3 separate regions of the Sus scrofa genome follow, and all the other regions are linked to region 1. Evidence: chromatin contacts called from public HiChIP or PLAC-seq data. All regions are on one chromosome and are shown on one strand. The core of a region is the stretch at or near the end of the contact, and the rest is flanking DNA. Distances in the headings are between cores, read along the strand shown. Region 1 has its middle 33 kb from the start of JARID2. Region 2 overlaps JARID2 (protein Jumonji). Region 3 has its middle 200 kb from the start of JARID2.

Region 1 (2,808 bases), core at 192-2,691:
AGGTTGCGGGTTCGGTCCCTGCCCTTGCTCAGTGGGTTAACGATCCGGCGTTGCCGTGAGCTGTGGTGTAGGTTGCAGACGCGGCTCGGATCCCGCGTTGCTGTGGCTCTGGCGTAGGCCGGTGGCTACGGCTCCGATTCAGCCCCTAGCCTGGGAACCTCCATATGCCGCGGGAGCGGCCCAAGAAATAGCAACAACAACAACAAAAAAGACAAAAGACAAAAAAAAAAAAAAAAAAAGAATTGCCACTTATTGATGGCTCATCACGTGCCAGGCACCAGGATGGGTACTTTGCATGCATCTATCATTTCATGGCTTGGAGGTAATCCTGATTGCCCCATTCTACTTGGGAGCAAACAGAATCAGAGAGGTTAAACAACTGGCTTAAGATCACACAGGTAGGCACAATTAGGTTTCAAACCTTACTCTTTTTTTTTTTTTTTTGCTTTTTAGGTCCGCACCCATGGCGTATGGAGGTTCCCAGGCTAGGGGGTCCAATCGGAGCTACAGCTGCCGGCCTACACCACAGCCACAGCAACACCAGATCCAAGCTGTGTCGGTGACCTACACCACAGCTCATGGCAAGGCCGGATCCCCAACCCACTGAGCGAGGCCAGGGATCGAACCCTCGACCTCAGGTTTCCTAGTCTGATTCGTTTCTGCTGCGCCACAACGGGAACACCAAACTTTACTCTTTTAAACTCCAAACCCTGTTCTATGTATCATGCTGTACAACTTTGGGAAGAAATGGGCTTAGGATGCTCTGAAGCTTAATGTTTTAGAATAGATATTAAAGCGAATTAATATGTGATGTATCCTCGAGACAGTTTAGTGAGATAGATGGTAATAATTTTCACCCTAACAATCCTTCCCTTTTACGCCTCTTTCTCCTTTCAACTACCCCTTTCAAGGCCAAACTTCTAAAACAAAATTCGTCCCCGCTTGCTGACATTCCATTCGCTCCTCAGGGTACGTTCCCCAAGCTCCATGCCCACCTTGTCACAGAACCCGCTCTCATCCCCCCCCCATGACCTCCATGTTGCCAAACCCACTGCCCCCTCCCTAAAAATTTTAAATTTATTACTTTTTTTTTTTTCTGCACTCATATCATGTATAAGTTCCAGGGCCAGGGATCGAACCTGTGCAACAGTTGAGACCAATGCCACAGCTGTGGTAACACTGAGCTGTGGAAGTTCCTCCCCCTCCCCTTTTTAGATTATTTAGGACTATGTGACCCACTTGCTCTTCCCTCCTTCTTGGAAGAATGTCTTCCTTTGGTTTGGGGACATCACACAATCTCAGCGTTTTCCTTAGACCTCCCCCTGCCCCGAAAGGCTCCTTCCGGGGTTCTTTTTCTCTGCATGTGGTACTATCACTAGCTGTTTCTGCCATAGCCATTCCTTCCTTCTTTCTGACGATAAAACCCCAGTGCCAGTCAGGGCAGCTAAGTGCCCAGCTAAAAATACTTCCCTTTTTGCATTCACTTGGAGCCCAGAGGGTGTGTGTCATAGCTCTGGACAATGAAGAAGCTGGCCAAAGAAAGGCTTCTAGGACAGCTTTCATTTCTTTCTTTTTTCTTTTCTTTTTTTCTTTTTGATTTTTGGGGCCACACCTGAGGCATATGGAAGTTCCCAGGCTGGGGGTCAAATCAGAGCTGTAGCTGCCAGCCTACTGGTGTACCACAGCCACAGCAATGTGGGGTCTGAGCCGTGTCTGTGACCTACACCCCAGCTCATGGAAACTCTGGATCCTTAACTCACTGAATGAGGCCAGGGATCAAACCCTCGTCTTCATGGACATTAGCCGGGTTCGTTACCACTAAACTACCTTGGGAACAGCTTTCATTTCTCGATAAAAAAGGCGGACTTGCCCCATAACCCTCCTGCTTCCTATCTGAATTGTGGTTGTGAGCCCAAAGGTACACCTGCCATCTGTGACCATGAAGCCACAAGCTTGAGGACAGAGATCGACTTGCAAAAACAGCAGAGAAGGAAGATAAAAAGTATAAGTGATCAGCTGCACCATCCTTGGGCTGCCCAGCTCCAGACTTCCCACGATGTGACAAGACTGCACCCCGGTCTAAGATGCTCATGTAGCATTTTTTGTGCTTTGCCATCAAATAAATACCTTCCGAATTAATAGACTTATTACCTGGCCTCTGAGGCTTAGAAACACCCAGGATTTTGGTCCTTGGACGCTCTTCTTTTATCTTTCTAATTATAAACAAACTCTGGGAGGAGGGAACTCGCACTAGGTGACTCTCTGTACTTCCTTATATAATATATAATGTATGTTAAAATGCCTAATAATAATTACATATACCGATAACCAAATTTATGCCTCTAGCCTGAACTGATTTGGCATCTACCGTTCAGCGTCTTAGTGAGATTTCTAGGTGATATTGTTTCTTCTCTACATCTCACAATCTGATCCAAAGGGAAGTTCTCTATCTCCTGCCTCTCAAATATGTCGAGAACTCATCCACTTCTCTCCATCCTCAGGCTCCCTCTCTAGAACAAGACACAAGAAGGGAAGACACCTACTCCCCACACAGAGCCAGGACTCAGAAGTGAAGGAAACCTCCGCCCCCAGAACTGTCCACCTTCACGTGAATTTACTCTTCCTCTGTCTCCATTGGCATGACTTGACTTTTCCAGGAGATACGTCCCTAGGCAGAGAGTTTGGTTGCTCCTTATAGGAACTTCTTGGAAGATCTGTCAAATTTTTGCTATAAAGCATCAAAGGATATTTTATGCTCCCAAATTCTTCGATCCCTTTGCCTTCAAATCATCACCTTGCTGGTTTCAA
Region 2 (2,808 bases), core at 151-2,650, 250 kb before region 1:
AATGCCAATTCCAGACTATTTCACCACCCTTAATGGCAGAAAGATCACCTTCTTGTTTACGTATTTCTGTAAACAGAGGTCCCTGTTCCATTCCGTGGCCTGCACTTGTGCAACGTTTAATTGGTACCACTGCAGCCTCCGGAGTGGAGGAAGGCACGGTTTCATCTTCCCACCGAGCATCTCCCCGAACCACTGCCTCGCAGAGGAGGACCAAACACTAGGTTTCACCTCAACACACGCCCAGGTCACTCAGCCACGGGGCCTGGTCTGCCGCGCGTCCTAAGGAAATGCTGACACTGAGCACGGGAGGAGGACGACTGCAGTTCACTGGAGGATGGACACCAACAAAGGAGGCAGGAGGCCCACGCAGAGCCCTCCCCTGCTCCTCCAACTGCGCCCTCTCGGCTCCGGTATGGATTTCTCAATGACAATTACATCCACAGAAGCGGGCACCTCCTCCTGTCCTTTGCCTCCCCTCTGTCTCAACATCCATGGGACAGCCACAGACACCCCGTCACCCAATAAGGGAGCGCTTGTGTTGTCTGTGCTCTGGCTCTCCTTGTTCTTATTCTGTCTCAGCCCAAGCCATCTAGGATGTGCTGGTCAGACGAGTGCACAATTCCAATCTACTCTGAATGGAAGACCTTCTTCTTAAGAACTATTTACAATGGGAATTTGCCTCTCAGTTCAGTTTACTCAGGGATTTTTTAATAGACTCAAAAGTTTTGAAAAATCATTAACAAAGAGAAATCATTATTCTTTACTTTCTTTCTCACTGTCCATTCCTGAACTTGACCCTGGGCCTTATGAATATTTTTACTCATAATATATTTTACTTTAAGATATTTAAAAAACCTTCAGGTATATAAATATTGTAACTTTGTGCCCCACTCCCCACAACTGTCACCCGGCTCTGCAAGAAGTGGGGTGTCTTCGGCTTGTTCTTGGCCCACCACCACCCCGTCTCCTGTAGCTCAGGTTACACCAGGCACATAGGCCACCAGGCTTTACAGCAAACCCTCCTAGGCATGGAAGCTGCCCACAGTTCAACCAGAAATTCAACTATCAAGCTCCCATTTCCCACTAGAGGGAGCCATTGAGTCAGATGGCTCTGCCCATCCTTTCAAAGCAGAAGCTATGGAGCCCTAGAGAGACACTGTTGGCTGGGGACAGTGCCAAAGAGCCTGAATCAATAGAAGCCAATGGACAGGCAGTGAGTTGTGGATGGGGAGGGCACACCTGCTGGTTGACAGCCCCCAGGCTAGAGAGAGGTCCAAGATGGAAGTTGGTGAGCAGAGGCACAAAGCTGACGCTCAGCCCTGCTCTCCAAAAGGAACACCTAGGTCCTGGTCGGAGCCCCTGAAACTCTCTACACGTGCTCTCTCTGAAGGCCACTAAACTGAGTCACAAATACCACACCACCGACGCACAAGGCAAACTCCCCACGTGACCCGATGAAGAGCAGATGGAGCAAGACCTTGAACTTCTAGGCAGGAGAGTCTCACATGTTTCTCTCTGGATACTCCTGTTTCATTTTCTAGAAGGTTACAGAATACGCCTCATTCTTTGGTCTGAAGAGCTAAACCTCCTCTCTTCCTCTTACTCGTCCAGGACTTTCCTCAACCCCCATGCATGTGCCTGTGAGAGCCTTCCCCTCGGTACCACAGCCCACACGAGCCGTCATTTTCTTCTTCCCGTCACGGCTCAGCCTCAGTTAAAGAGGACAGCAGGTAGGCGAACCTGTCGGGCGTGGCCTAACGGTCCGCATCAGGGCTCAGCCGGCCTCTCACTTCCAGGCACTGCCCTCCTCGTGTCTGCAAACCTTCCCCGGGTGTAAGAACAGGTGCTCCACTGCTCTCAGCTGTCTCCTGCTGCGTGCAAGGCTCCTACCGCACACCCACGCCGCGTCAGGGCAGCCACTCCCGACAGCGCCACACACATGTCACCTGGCAGAGAGAGCCCTTGGCAGAATAAAGGCCGGGGGGCCGCTGAGGCCCCGCTCAAGGGGTGCACGTGCTCTGAGTCCCAGAGGCCTGGGCGTTCACAAGATCTCGCACCCTGCACCGTGGGAAGTCACGGGAGGGACTGTCCTAGCATGAAGCGCAAGTTCTCGGTGCACGGACCAAGCAGGACAAAGCCACGTCTCAGCAGCAGCGCCCCCAGCCCCACTCCATACAATCACTCATCTTTTCTTTTAGGCCAACAGAAAAAAATCCATCGTATCCATGTATTCTTTGGGCCTCCATCTTTTCTGCAGCTGAAAAGATGAAAGGTCAGTTCTGATCACTTGCATCAGACCTTCACAAAGGAACTTACAATTGGCTTTTACTGACCTCCCCCCCCCCACCAAAGTACTTAACTAATGGGATTTGATGGCATCAAAATTATCCTTTCATGTCTCACCATATCCCTGGGAGAGGAGGTGGCATCACTGGCTCCAAAAGCACAGTGGGGCCCAGGAATGTTAAGAGCTGGGCATCCTGAGCCAGCCTGTCCAGGTGGATCAGACAGGTGGAGGAGGGGATGGTTACACCCCACCTGCGAGACCTGAACCCAGACAGCCAGCCAGGCTCCCGTGGTTCCTCAGATGACAGGAGTCTGCGTGTGACACGGGCCACATGAGCGAGCTGTGGAGCTGTGGGACAGAACGATCCAAGGGCAAGGGGACCTTCTGCCCCCCTCTGCTCACACACCCAACTGGGCAAGCTCCTCTGGCTCAGACACAAAGGCACGTCCTGAATGGTGTGGGGGCTGCGCCGGGGGCTGAGGGGGAGCTTGGACCAACTAAGACGGGCGGGGTTCTCAATC
Region 3 (2,808 bases), core at 145-2,644, 160 kb after region 1:
AGTTATTGAAAAAGTTGAAGTAAATAAATAAACATAAAAATAAATCAAAAATAAAATAAATGGAAAAGAATGTATTAAGAAGTCCTTTGAAGCCTCTGTGCCTGTAAGGAGAGAATTTTGGTTATCAGCTCAGAGCATGCTGGGAGAGTATATTTGTTTAGCTCAAACAAGCAGTTGCGTCTTACATAGATACGTACATCCACATGGTGTGCCTGAGGAGCTATGAGATATTTGATGCATATAGTTCTGATTTATTTGTATGGATAGCCCTAGTGTGATTCTTTGAAGAATAAGCCGATGCAAGACTGAAGTCGCCTTTAATAAAAACCCCCTTGCTTCTCCCTTCCGCTTCTCTTAATCAATAAGAAGCCCCATTTGACACAGGCAGACCCTGACCCCAGGATGTTTGAGACTTTACAGTGAAAGACATTCACCTCCTGTGGAGAGAAGCTATTTTCCTTCCTCCGTCACCCAGCCAGAGAGGCAAGAGCGAGGGCTTCCCTCAAGCCAGGAAGGAAACGAGTGGACTCTTATTCTTAAAGAAGGGTTTACGACCCGCCCCAGCTCTCACCGCCTGCTGCCCGACACAAGGTTCCTATTTCCTAGAAGGCATGGAGGCTCGCAGGGCCCGCAGTCTCCCTTCCTGCGGCTCCCGGTCCCCCCAGGTAGCTCTTTTTTTTTTTTTTTTTTTTCCTTCTTTCTTTCTTTCTTTATTTATTTTATTTTCCCACTGTACAGCAAGGGGGTCAGGTTATCCTTACATGTATACATTACAATTACATTTTTCCCCCCACCCTTTGTTCTGTTGCAACATGAGTATCTAGACATAGTTCTCAATGCTATTCAGCAGGATCTCCTTGTAAATCTATTCTAAGTTGTGCCCCCAGGTAGCTCTTTGCAGATAAAACCCGCCGTGATTCCGGATGGGCTGTGACTCCAGTGATATCTTGCCTCCGCTGAGTAAGGGCTGGCTTTCCAAGGTCTGGTCCTTTTTCTCTGTGTCATCTTGTTAAAGTGTCTTCTCTATGTGACCGCAGCCCAACTGGAAAAGGGCACGTCTGCCAAGTGGCGGAGACGAGGAGGGGAGCGGAGCCTGCGCTGAGCGGCCAGAGAACGCGCGCACTCGCTCCTTCACCGCGTGGTTTGCTGAGTTTCTACTATGTGCCCGCCGCGGTATAATTACTAAGGATGACAAGACGATTGCGATGGAAAGGAGCCCACAGTCTTAAACGTAGCGGTAGGTCTGCAAGAAATTCTTAAATGACTCGGCTGAAAATAAATAAAATTTTAAAATAGAAGTAATTAGAATGGTGCATGTATATAAGAGAGAGGCTGAAAGAGAGAGACTGAGGGACAGAGAGAGGAAATAAGGAAGGAAGCAAATGTGCGCCCTGGTAACAATTGGTGAATCTGAATGAGGAACGTGTGGGTGTGTGTTATACCATTTTTAGAACTTGGCTGTAGGTTCAAAAGCTTTTAACATTAAAACTCAAGAGTAGCTAGAATACAAAGCCCAGGTCTCTGGCAGGGTGCTATATCCCATCAGTGGAACTTTCTCCACGTTTCTGGTACCACTTGGACCTTTTGTGATTGGGCATACTGTGTGTCACCTCTAGCAAAAAACTGGGAGGATTTCACAGACCCTGGCTCCAGTACCGCTTCTTCATTCTGACATGCTCTGTTGGTTCTGCTCATTCCTGATGCCGACGTAATGACTGGACCTCTGGGTAACCATCTGGCTGTGGTTTATTCTGAATCATTATACATGTCACAGCTAAGCACCATGGAGTCTAGGATTACTGTTTTTGAAGTATACTACTATAAAAGAGTCAATCAATTATAAGATGCCGTCCACTCGAAGATGCATGGTGATACCAGACAGGCAAACATTTGAAGACATTGCCTAAGTTTCATGAGGCTTTATAGATCACCTAGGTTACAGGGAAGAGTAAGGCAAAGTGTGGGGCAAGAGAGGCAGATCAGTGAGTGTCCCCGGAGTAGCCCTCAGAGAGCAGGGACTCCCGGGACTCCCCAGTACTCCCCCGCAGTGCCCTGGCATACCCAGCATTCAAACCTAAACAGACAGTGTGCTCCGAATAAGAGCTGCCATGTAGGATCCTTACCTTGGCCTCTCCTGTTCCTGCTAGTGCACTAAAAGTCAGGCAATTTGCATACATGATCTCGTTTTATCTTCACAACAAGCCTGGGGGGAATTTATTATTATCCCCTCTTTGCAGACAGAGAAACCCGAGGGCTAGAGAGACTGAAGGCCTTGCTCAGAGTCACACAGGAAGGAGGAGGTGGAGCTGTAACTTACAAACCAGCAGAGGACTGATGTCAAAATCTACAGTGTAACCACTGTTCTGCCAACACTTTGCTCCAAATGCTAAAATTAAAAAAAAAACAAAAACACGGAACAAAAGGGCTGTGGTTATACAAGCTTGAAAAAATAAGAATGAAGTCTGGAAATTTGGGTCACCTCCTCAGTGAGGCCTTCTTCCCAGATCATTCCGTATTAACCTGCCCCCCACTTCCTGCCCCCAGATGTTCATCTACCCCCACCCCCAACTTGTTTTCTCTAAGCATTTACATCCTATGGCATCTTGATTTGTTTTGTGTCTGTTCCTCCCACTGGAATATAAGCTCCAGAAGGGCTCTGTCTTTATTCTGGTCATTGCTGTAGCTCTTGCACCTACAAAGGTGTCTCACACATGGCAGATACTCAATTGGTATTTGCTGTTTGAAAGGGTAAATGAATTCTAGTCTTGCCTTTGTCACTTTAGTAAATGGTCAGTCTGATTCTAAAGC

Evidence for each region. HiChIP or PLAC-seq counts read pairs in DNA pulled down with a chosen protein or histone mark.
Region 2: a contact with region 1 is called in an H3K27ac HiChIP or PLAC-seq map of alveolar macrophages. The contact joins two enhancer-like sites. A contact is called at or near these places in 1 of 47 Hi-C or Micro-C datasets (epiblast stem cells) and 1 of 2 datasets of contacts at active chromatin or transcription factors (alveolar macrophages).
Region 3: a contact with region 1 is called in an H3K27ac HiChIP or PLAC-seq map of alveolar macrophages. The contact joins two enhancer-like sites. A contact is called at or near these places in 1 of 47 Hi-C or Micro-C datasets (embryonic fibroblasts) and 1 of 2 datasets of contacts at active chromatin or transcription factors (alveolar macrophages).

The regions. Positions count from the first base shown.
Region 1 is chr7:11,324,099-11,326,906 of Sscrofa11.1, reverse strand. No RefSeq gene overlaps it. Among named protein-coding and RNA genes, the nearest start is that of JARID2, 33 kb to the left of the region's middle. Within about 2 kb of position 1,441, at least 4 of the 83 cell types and tissues checked have an H3K27ac peak or open chromatin away from gene starts, as enhancers often do. A contact at or near this core is called in alveolar macrophages, where this site is marked.
Region 2 is chr7:11,574,628-11,577,435 of Sscrofa11.1, reverse strand. The region is part of intron 7 of JARID2 (protein Jumonji); the gene reads right to left. Among named protein-coding and RNA genes, the nearest start is that of DTNBP1, 140 kb to the left of the region's middle. Within about 2 kb of position 1,400, at least 10 of the 83 cell types and tissues checked have an H3K27ac peak or open chromatin away from gene starts, as enhancers often do. A contact at or near this core is called in alveolar macrophages, where this site is marked.
Region 3 is chr7:11,160,572-11,163,379 of Sscrofa11.1, reverse strand. No RefSeq gene overlaps it. Among named protein-coding and RNA genes, the nearest start is that of JARID2, 200 kb to the left of the region's middle. Within about 2 kb of position 1,394, at least 10 of the 83 cell types and tissues checked have an H3K27ac peak or open chromatin away from gene starts, as enhancers often do. A contact at or near this core is called in alveolar macrophages, where this site is marked.